Regions from separate parts of the Zea mays genome. Here region 1 is linked to region 2. Evidence: chromatin contacts called from public Hi-C data. All regions are on one chromosome and are shown on one strand. The core of a region is the stretch at or near the end of the contact, and the rest is flanking DNA. Distances in the headings are between cores, read along the strand shown.

Evidence for each region. Hi-C and Micro-C count contacts between places; a contact is called where the count stands out from the background.
Region 1: a contact with region 2 is called in a Hi-C map of ear, with 1.6 times the contacts expected there. The contact joins the enhancer-like site here to the promoter of LOC100857076 in region 2. A contact is called at or near these places in 2 of 25 Hi-C or Micro-C datasets (ear and an unstated tissue).

What each region holds. Positions count from the first base shown.
Region 1 is chr10:29,264,841-29,270,648 of Zm-B73-REFERENCE-NAM-5.0, reverse strand. No RefSeq gene overlaps it. Among protein-coding and RNA genes, the nearest start is that of LOC100857076, 210 kb to the right of the region's middle. Within about 2 kb of position 1,683, at least 17 of the 20 cell types and tissues checked have an H3K27ac peak or open chromatin away from gene starts, as enhancers often do. A contact at or near this core is called in ear, where this site is marked.
Region 2 is chr10:29,055,081-29,060,762 of Zm-B73-REFERENCE-NAM-5.0, reverse strand. It overlaps LOC100857076, which reads right to left and starts at 1,343. Exons shown (of 2, transcript NM_001254930.1): 1 at 1,033-1,343. The coding sequence starts at 1,322.

The sequences.
Region 1 (5,808 bases), core at 434-2,933, 210 kb before region 2:
GTGACGCAACCTGGGTAAAAGTACATTTATAACCTTAACATTTGTTCGTAATTGTAACATAAATCACTAGGGAGTAGCTAGCCTTTTCCTCCTCGGCTTGGGCTAAGCCAAAGTTGTCGTTCTTCGGTGGTAGCTTCGGTAATCGCCGTCGTTGCTTCCAGACAAGATATTCGTCTCGAGGACCTTCGGTAGAGAGAGAGAGAGTCCTCAAAATCACTTTTCCGATGATGTCTTTGTCTTGAGGACCATCGGCAGAGATAAGACCCTCAACAGATGGTGCCTCATTTAATCACTCCACATAAAATAATCTTCACCATCAATGTATGGTGGTTTACCTGAGGAAACAGAAAGTAAAGGAGCACGTTTAGAAATACGAGGATACGAAGGGGGATCTTTGTAATACCCAAAAACTTAACTTGTGACTTAAGGAAATCCGTTGGAGAAAAAAAAACAATCAAAATAAGTACCCTTGATGAATAATTGAACTTTAGAATTCACCCTTTCTAGAGTAAATAAACATAATAGAATAATATTTGCTAAATCATATACTAATAAAAATTGGGCATTGGAAAATGTTTTCTATCAAAACAAATGGATATGAACTTGTGAATATACTTGTAATATAACTACACATTCAAAATAATGTTTTACTAACAAATAATATGTGTGTTTTGCATAGTTACAACAAGTGTGTAAGAAAATGAGTAAAGTAATTAATATAAATATACCTCTTGCATCATTGGGGTTTTTGAATGAGTATTTTACTTAAATTTGAAAATTCAAAACCAGAATCAAATTTAAATTCGAAATTGAGATAGAAAATAGAGAATAGAAAGGGGAAAAGAAAAAGAAAAAGAAAAAGAAAAGGAAGCCACTTGGGCCGCTTCTCCAACTTTCAGCCCACCAACCGTTGGCTAGCGTGCGCGCCTGCGGGCCCAAACACGGCCACTTCCCAGCCGTGGCGCGCCCGACACTGCCTTGTGGGGCCCAGACGTCGGTCACTTTGCGCGCGGTGCCGTCTGGCTGTCACGCGGACCCCGGTGGTCAACAGTTTCTTCCTTAGGTGTACCGGCGCGCGAGAATGCCGCTGCGCGAGTCTCGGTTGGGGTTTGTTTGGCACCTCTCCTTCCAATCCATCATTGCTGGCGCAATAGGATCACGACGACCGCACGGTGAATGTGGATTTGACCCAGCCGAACGCCCCACGTGGGCTCTACCCTAGCATTATAAAACCGGGGGTTGCCATGACCGCCACACAAGAAGCTCAAACGCGTCGGCGTACGAAGCTTGGGAATTATACCTGGAGCTTCGCCATCGACCAAGGAATACGGGCGTGGCATCATCGGCCAAGAACTCGGCCTGTACGGGCCGGAATTCGTCGTTGGTGCTCTCCTCCATCGCAGATCCGCCTTCCGTCGTGAGCCGGGTAGAACGCCGTCATGGGGTGGGTATCTTCTCTGGTTGCCGTCTTCGCTGTACGTAGGGCCGTTCAACTAGAGGTTAGGGCGAGGTAGGGCCGTAGGGTCGACCCCGGGGGGGCTCCTGTCATGTCCGCCGTTGTGAGGGGTTTGGGCGGCGTGCAGTTCGCATTCTGGCTGGGGGAGGAAGATAAGCTCCTAGCCGTTGATCGTCTGGCGTAGGGCTGAGATTAGAAGGGCCTCATACCGATTCGCTCATTATATCGCGGCCATAGATTGGGTGTTGATCGGTCCTGATGAACTCCTGCCGGTGGGCGTCGATCTCACATGGAGCGGCTCTGATTAGCACACGAACATATCTATTCGCAGTCGTTGGTTGTTGAAATGAACCTGCAGTCCGGAATATTGATAAGACCATTGCGCTGTGGCCCTGAATTTTGTAGAATAGACCCTGGGAAACTCCAGATTAGTGCCCGCAGCCCATATAGTGAATAAATGAGATGAATTAATACAGAAAATAATTTTTAGTATAGAAATAATTCCAGATATTTGTTTAATTCATAAGTAATTCATTTTGACTCTTTTTGACCCATTCCAATTGCATTAATCTCTAGTAATATTCTTCATCATCTAGTAACCATGTATTACCATAAAACCTGTGGTTAAAATCTTGTACCTCATTTGTTTTATAATATACACTTAAATCTTCGGAAAATCATAACTTAATCACAGTAACTCCGAATTTAGTGGTTCTCGAGAATCTCGTTACGATGCGAATATTAATATGCAGTTTGTGCTTATGTTTGGTGTGATGTTAATTTTTCCTATACCATGTTGGTTTGAATTGCTACGAATAGCAGCGAGGCCACGAGAATCGAAAGATCATCCTAGTACCTGAGATCTCAAGTCTAATGCAAGTTGTGCCCTTGATCACTCCTTTTACCTAATAATGTTCGTTGTTAATCATTGTGACATGCTCAGGTTAATTCGACGGGACCTAATAGGTTTCCATAGTATTGTTTATCCCCACCTTGCAAATAGATGAATTATTGGGTAGATTTGCTATTGCTCTACCTGGTCTTGGGAAACTAATGTTTTATTATGATCATGTTCCAATTATGTTGCTGTTTAATTATTGTTCATGATAAGATCATATTGTTAACTGGAACATGGAGAACCACCCGGGACAACAGTGCTACCATAAGGGTGGAATGGTACGCCCTTGGCCAAGTAATTAGGAAAGCTAGGGAGAGATTACCTTACTCGGTTAGGGGCAAGCGGGGAGGCGCCGTTGTAGAGTATAGGGAGGTCCTCGGGTCGAACTATCTGTAAGCTTTTCGGACGACAGATTCCTATGCTTCCTTCTTCCTAAATCCGTAGCGGGTTTTCTCGAACTAGTGGAACTTTGGAAAGGCCTCATAGTGCTACCCTGCCTCGCTTCCTTGGTAGAGGTGTATGGGGTCTATACAACCCCGTGACAAATGGGTAACACGACTTGTGGGTAAAGATGTGCAACCTCTGCAGAGTGTAAAACTGGTATATCAGCCGTGTTCACGGTCATGAGCGGCTCGAACAATCACATGATTAACTTATGAAGTTAAACTCAATTTGTCATTTGCATTGCATTGTGGTTGTTGTTATTAATCTTGATCTCTTATTTAATTGGGTTGGTATCTATTTATACCTAGTAACTGATAATAAAATTTTGACCAACTTTCCCAACTTTAAAAGCAATGCTCAGCTTTAACCATCTTCTTTGGTAAGCCTTACACTTCACATGAGCTCGCACCTTTGGTGAGTTCATGCACATTATTCCCCACAACTTGTTGAGCGATGAACGTATGTGAGTTCACCCTTGTTGTACTCACATCCCCCCAGGTCAAGAACAGGTACACCAGGATAAGGCACATGATGGATGTTGTGATGAGTTCGTGAGTGGTCTAGGCTGTCGTCTCCTAGTAAACTTTGGTTGTTGGATCGTTGTCTTCATATGATGTAATTATTTAACTATTTTTTACAGAAATCTGTTATATATTAATGATGTGACATTCGTTTCTGTACCATGAGTCATCATATGTGTGAGACTTGATCCTAGCACACTTGATGATTATTTCACGCCCGGGTTTTGGACCCTTAAAATCAGGGTGTGACAATCTTACTATACTTCTTAAGCTCTTGGTGCTTTGAAGATGTCGACTCGACGTCGGAATTTGAGGGCGTGGATGAGTCGGTCTCATAGTAGACCACCTTCTTCATCTTCTTTTTCTTCTTGTCACCCTTCTTGTGTGATTTGATGGAGCTGGCAGATTCTTCCTTGTCCTCCTTGTGTTTGTCACTGGCCTCCTTTGACATAGTCTTGCCTTCATTCTTCTTCCCCAAAGATCTGGGATTTTCCCTGATGATCAACTCCTTTTTGGCGTGTTCTCCCGACATCACTTCGAGTTGTTAGACTCTAATGAAGTACCAAGCTTTGATACCAATTGAAAGTCGCCTAGAGGGGTGAATAGGCGAAAACTATAAATTATAAACTTTGAACACGAACTTCACCCGGGGTTAGGATTAGAAACAAGTAATAATGAATATGGAGTGCGGGAGAGAGTTCTTCTTGCTATGAGTTGCTCAATCAATGCGGATAACTTTGGGAGCAACTCAAAAGATTGAGAGCAAGAGAACTTAGAGAGAGGGGAGAGGAAGAATCAAATCATAGGATAATGATCAACACAAATGAACACAACGATTTGTTTCCCGAGGTTCAGTTCTGAAGAACTTCCTCCCCATTGAGGAGGCCACAGAGGCTGGGTCCTTTTCAACCCTTCCCTCTCTCAAACGATCACTTAGACCGGTTGAGTGCTTCTTCTTAATCTCAAGGATCACTAAGACCCCACAAGGATCACCACACACTTAGGTGTCTCTTGCTAGCTTTACAAGTCACTAGAGTGTTTAGAAGGAGATGAAGAAAGCACGATTAAAAAGCCAAGCAACAAGAGCAACAAACGAAACACGAATCACACTCTCTCAAGTCACTAGTTAGTAATGATCACTTGTCTCAATTGTGGCACTTGGAGAGGTTTGGAAGCTTTGAATGTTTCTTGGAATGGATTGATTGCTCTTGTATTGAATGTGTGTGAGTAGAATGCTTGGGTGAGTTGAATGGAGGTGGTTGGGGTTTTATTTATAGCCACTAACCACTTCCTAGCCGTTGCCCTTGTTTTGCCAACCGCGGACGTTCCACACCCTGGTCCGGATGGTCCGCCCCTACACATCAACGGCTGAAATCGCAATGGTCAGTACTAACGATCAACGGCTACAAGTGCATGAAATGTGTCATAAGATATCAGATAAAGCAGTCGCAGACGGTCCAGCCGTGCACCCAGAACGGTCCGCGAGGACACTAAAAATGCATTTTACTGAACCCGTCACCTTCGGGTTTTTCTGGTTTTTCAACGGGCGGATGGTCCGCACCTGAGGCCGGACGGTCCGAGCTTGATCCCGGACGGTGCTCTCTTTTCCTTCAGATAGTCCACAGTGTAAATGCGTGATTTGCATAGTTCCTATCCGAGGCTCACCTTGGTGTCACGGACGGTCCTCCGGAAGGGCCCGGACGATCCGTGCATAGGTGAATTTCCAAAAAGCTTCTCCTATCCAGAATAATCTATGATATTCCGGACATTCGATTTAGAATTGATGTAGATGAACTTATGCACCTAAGAAATGATCAACTAGGCAAACTAGTTAGTCCATAAGATTTGTGATGGTCATCAAGCACAAAAATCAATTATAAAAAATGGTTAAGACCATTTCCCTTTCAGAGTGTGCTAAGGCGCTTGGATAGGACAGAGGGTGGATAGAAGGGCGTGATTGTGCGAGCAGAGCCTTGGCGACAATGACAGACTATGGCGTGTGTTCTCAGGTGGACGACTAGTGATGAGGGTGAACAGGAGCAAGTGTGTGAGGCGAGGAGAGGCAGGAGTGGTCTCGAGCATGATTTAAATAGGTGTGGACGCGATGTGGTGGTCGACCATGGCGCGCTGGTCGCGAGGGCGCGACCAGTGCGTGTGCTCGACCTGCACATGACATTGAGCGTGTGGCACCGTGCCATATGCCTAAGTTCAAAGGTGCATAGGTCCTGCGTCCTCATGAATTTAGGCAAAATCCTTATACAAGATTTCTTTACTGATCTCCTCTCTGCATCTTCTGTATAGCACTCGAGTAGACAGGGTCACTAGTTTCAGAGATATGGTTGAGTGAAGTTTGGTTTGTCTGTTGTGCCAAATCCAAGGCAAATTGCATATTAAGTCATGTCAACCAGCTTAGTTTGAATCCCAACTTTCTACAAGGCATGCATTAGGTAATTTGGCACAACTTTCCTAATTAGTGTATTGGTTTTTGG
Region 2 (5,682 bases), core at 94-2,593:
TAGCTATATGTTTTGATATGCATATAACCGAAAAATGCATGCATGATGCTCAGTAAAGGAATTAACGGGCAGTATCGCTCGAGCTCGATCGGTGTCCTTTTGAGCGACTTTTAGCCTCTATCTAGGTTTTATCAGCCTCATGGACGAAATTTATTCATTTCATGGGAAATAACATCAAACACCACCCAAAAAATAAATCATGCACATATATATGGAATATTATTATTGAAAAATGATGTACTACGTACATGTACACATATATGCACTATTGACATATATTAGTTAGGTCACCGATATATTAATTACTAGCTAGCTTTTAGGTAAATATTCATGCTAATATAATGATGTTAAGTATGGGATCTACCTACGTAAAAACATGCATTTATCAACACCTAGAACAGAAACCAAATAAATAGTTCCTCGCTCCTATAACCTAGCTAAACATTGCACCTTATAGTCGTTAGTAATTTTTGTTTCGGTATATTATATTATATTCTTTTATCCCTTTTACCTCTGCTTGGGGGAATTTCCCTGGATTTTTGTCTTTAAAAAAAATCTTTGACATTAAGAAAAACATAAAACCTAGCGATCACAGTGAATTGCAACTAATTGATCTTCCTACGTGAGTCACAACGTTAACGTATGTGTCACTCATTGTAAGGATGATAGAGGCCCGTATTTTGGCCAGACACATTATAGTGACATGCAATAATTATACTTATAAAGCTATCTCGTCACTCGTTGAAAATTTTCTACTTCACAGGCGCGTGCCAATTTTCTGAGGGCGAGTGAAAACTTCATCTATGTAGGAAATCTGAATGTGAACAATGCAACTACATATGTAGGAGATCTCTAGGCTAGCCAATTCAAAATAGCAAATAAGTTTTTTGATCAACAAAGAACAAAATAAGTTTTAAAAATTGACTGCGAAATAATAAAAGTGTGCTTGCGAAGCGAGATAATCATCAACACCCATAAATTAAAACTCTCCATATATATACTGCAGGTACGTGTATGCTCGCGTATAGCTACCTGTTTCCCAGGATGGCGTGGAGGCTGACGATGAGCTCCTCCTCCTGCGGCGAGAAGGCGCCGCGCTTGAGGTCCGGCCGGAGGTAGTTGATCCACCGGAGGCGGCAGCTCTTGCCGCACCGCTGCAACCCGGCGTTCCGGGCCACATCGCTCCAAGAACCCTGTCCACTCCGCAGCATGTACGCCACCAGCCTCTCGTCCTCCTCCGGCGACCACAGCCCCTTCCGCAGCTTCGCGGCCGCCGCCCCCGCATTGCTGCTGTTCGCCGCTGGGCACTCCGGTTTCCTCATTGCCGTCCTATAGCTGGGTACGACGTACACGTTAGTTATTACCCAGCTAGATAGCTAGCTAGCTGCAGAGATATAGCTAGTGCCGCTAGGGAATGTGCATGTGGCGATCGATCTGGCTGAAAGCAGAGCGGTGTGTAGGTGTCGAGAAGATAACGAGGAAATGGACCTGAGTGTGTGTATATATATTTGATGATGATGATGTGTTCGAGCGTTGTATGGAGTGAGGTGAGGAACGATGAAGGAAGACGAGAGAGAGAGCAGCGAGGCGGGAGGAGGGTGCAGGAGAGAGAGGACATGATGGTGATGGTGATGTGGGTGTGTGTGTGCTTTGCTTAAAATTTGGACAATGAGGAGAGCTGCAGGAAGATCGACAAACAGCGAAATTGCTAGGCTCACACGCCCTCCGCAGTTTTGGAGTTTCGCTTTGGCTTGGGTGCTAGTATTATTGCTCAACTTTCATCTGTTCCAATCAGTGTTCACAATTTCGTTTAGGGTAAACCGAATTTCGTTTTGTTAACCAAAATTTGACTCTTGTAATTTTATACTTTGAATCGGAATCTAGTTTAAACCGGTCCAAAATTCCTTTTTCGCTTAGTAGCGAAAACAAAAAAAATGACCTAGTTTCGGTGATTTCGGAGCGAGAAATTAAACGCTGGTTCCAATTCAGGTTTCAGCACCAATTTAAATTCCTAATAAATAAATAAAACTCACTTTTAATGTGCCGCAATAAACTCATTAGAGGATCATAACTCACAATTTGATATCAGCCCTCTCTAGCACACCAACATATATGCATGGTATGGCGTATTCGGTATGCCCATCTCCTCTTTTCTGTGGCTGCCTCGCCGATGTTGAGGAGTGAGACTCTTCTTCATCTAGTCTAGTCGTAGTAGTTAGAGTTTAGATTAAATAAATTATGCCATATACGCTAATGAATGACATCGTCTTTGTCAATTCCTTGTTATGTCTTCTTTCTTGTAGACAATTCCAATATGAATCTCTATCTAAGCATTCAGTCCACATATTTTCCATAACATTTCTTTTGTAGGATTGATGACATTACTAAGGGGTGAAAACGGTCGGTAAACACTAAAATCATTTCCATTTTCATATTTTTCTTTCGGAAATAAAATCGAAAACGATAACTCAGGAAACGGAAACGACAGCGGTAATTCAGAAACATCGAAAACGAAAGTTCGATACAAAAAACACATCGGTTACGGTCGGGATATAAAATACACCGGTAAAAATCGTAACATGTAACCTCAGTTGACTTAAAAATTCACACAAGTCATAAAGTTTGTAATAATATTTAAATATTCACAAGTTCATAAAGATAAAAGCATACACTACCGGAATCCGAGGCTTTGCCGAGTGTTGCATTCTTTGCCGAGTGCATTTTGTCGGGCACTCGGCAAAGACGGCTTTGCCGAGTGCCGCACTCGGTAAAGTTAGGCTCTCGGCACAGAGCCCCTTTACCGAGTGCTGAACACTCGGCACAGTACGACACTCGGCAACGACAAGTTTGCCGAGTGTCCAACGCTCGGCAAAGAGGGCTCTCGGCAAAGGGCCGTCAACGGCCGTCCCAAAGCTGACGGCCGTCAGTCTTTGCCGAGAGCCAAAGTCTGGCACTCGGCAAAGAGGCTTCTTTGCCGAGTGTCTAACAGCTAGCACTCGGCAAAGCTGCCTTTGCCGAGTGTCATCTTTAGACACTCGGCAAAGTATATTTTTATTTTTTTGATTTTGTCTCCCAAACTTTTTGTGGTATGTTCCTACACTATGTAGACCTACATGTATCATTTGTGGACAATTATAACATAGTTTCAATTGTTAGTAGATTTAGTTCGTTTATTTGAATTTCTTCGGAAAATTCAAATTTGAACTGCAGGTCACTCGAAACTTGGACAACCGTACATGCAAAAATGATATTCATGTTACTTAGCATAAGTTACGACCGATTGCAGGTGCGGACCGGAAACTTCGAGCAACATGCTCACTAAACATGGCCGTGAACTTGGCATCCACATGTTTAAAAATTGTATAAAACCCAAACAAAGTCAGAAAATCATGAAACTTGTCCACATGTCATGATATCATATGTACAGGCTGTGATAAAAATTTTAGAATGTTTGGAGAAAGTTGTGAGACACTATGTGTAGAAACATAAGAGATCCACATTGAAACTCTTTGATTTCATGTGTAGTCCTCTAGGTTTCTATACATAGTGTCTCACAACTTTCTCCAAACATTCTAAAATTTTTATCACAGCCTGTACATATGATATCATGACACGTGGGCAAGTTTCATGATTTTCTGACTTTGTTTGGGTTTTATACAATTTTTAAACATGTGGATGCCAAGTTCACGGCCATGTTTAGTGAGCATGTTGTTCGAAGTTTCCGGTCTGCACCTGCAATCGGTCGTAACTTATGCTAAGTAACATGAATATCATTTTTGCATGTACGGTTGTCCAAGTTTCGAGTGACCTGCAGTTCAAATTTGAATTTTCCGAAGAAATTCAAATAAACGAACTAAATCTACTAACGATTGAAACTATGTTATAATTGTCCACAAATGATACATGTAGGTGTATATAGTGTAGGAACATACCACAAAAAGTTTGGTAGACAAAATCAAAAAAATAAAAATATACTTTGCCGAGTGTCTAAAGATGACGCTCGGCAAAGGCAACTTTGCCGAGTGCTAGCTGTTAGACACTCGGCAAAGAGGTAGTAAAGAATCTTTGCCGAGTGCCGCAACAGAGGGCACTCGGCAAAGAGGTCTTTGCCGAGTACCGCCGATCTGGCACTCGGCAAAGAATATTTTATAATTTAAAAAAAATCTTTGCCGAGTGCCAGATCGGCGGCACTCGGCAAAGAAGGAAAATAACTACCGACCGTTCTTCTTTCTCCTTTCTCTTCTCTCACGCGCTCTCTTCCTTTCTTCTCTGCCCGCGCCGCCTTTGTGCCCGCCGCCGCCCCTTTGTGCCCGCCGCCGCGCCGTCTGCCGGCCGCCGCGGCCTCCCCATGCCGTCTGCCCGCCGTCGCGGCCTCCCGACGCCGGCCCCTTGCCGCGGCCCCTTGCCGCCGTGTGCCGTGCCCGCCGCGCCCTCCTCGGTCGTGCGTCGTGCCCTCCGTCGCCGTGCGCCGTCTGCCCGCCCCCTCCCCGCGGTCGTGCCCGCCGCACCCGCTCGCTCGTCGCGCCGTCGCCTCGCCGCCCGCCACCGAAGGTATAAATTATGCGTGTTTATATTATTTATATGTGTGTTTATATGCGTGTTTATATGGGTGTTCATGAATTTATGCATGTTTATATGTTGCGTGTTTATTAGTAAATAAACAATATTATTTATATGCATGTTTAACTGTTTTGGTCATTTGTTGATAATGAACTGGTATTAGTTAATAAACAATATTATTTACCATGATTTAATTTGAACAAACACATGTTTATATTAATGTAATCAAAGTAGAATTGTTTATATTAATGTAATCAAAGTAGACACAATCACATTTTTAATGAGAAGGAGAATGAGGGTATTTGTACGTAGGTTGAATGTCCTTATCATTTTATGCATGGATTTCCGGCCATCGTGCCATTGAATTATGCGTGGAAGACAGCCATCGTGCTGATACTTTTATTTGCAGGATTTCGAAACCTCCCCGTGCAGGGGAGGTGCTGCCGAAATTTTCTGTTGCTAGGCTTCTGTTAGGGATGGAGGACCGTGAGTGGATGTACACGGGCCGTAGAGGAAGGAACGATGTCACCACTGAATGGATTAGAAAGACCGATGATTTCGTGGAATGGGCATATGGCGAAGCTGCTAAAGGAGCGAGTCTAGTCCCATGCCCGTGCAGCAAATGTGACAACCGGAAAAGAAAACCAAAGAAGACCATGGTAGAACATATTTGGAAGAATGGATTTACGCCGGGCTATACTCGGTGGATATTTCATGGTGAAGCGCATCGTACGAGAGAGGAGGTGCTGAGACAACGTGTCGAGGATTATGACGCGGATGCGGGGGTAGCGGATATGTTGAACGACTATCAGGAGGCACAGTACACGGGAGGATGTATGGATGATGAGCCAGAGCCGACTGCAAAGGCGTTCTACGACATGTTCGACGCGGCACAGAAGCCCCTTCACGGCCAGACAAAGGTTTCTCAACTGGATGCCATTGGGCGTGTAATGGCGTTCAAGTCGCAGTACAGCATGAGTAGAGACGCATTCGATGGCTTGTTGACGGTTATTGGGAGTCTCCTTCCGGATGATCACGTTCTGCCAAAGAGCATGTACGAGGCACAGAAACTACTTCGTGCACTCAAGATGACGTATGAGCAGATTCATGCTTGTCCGAAGG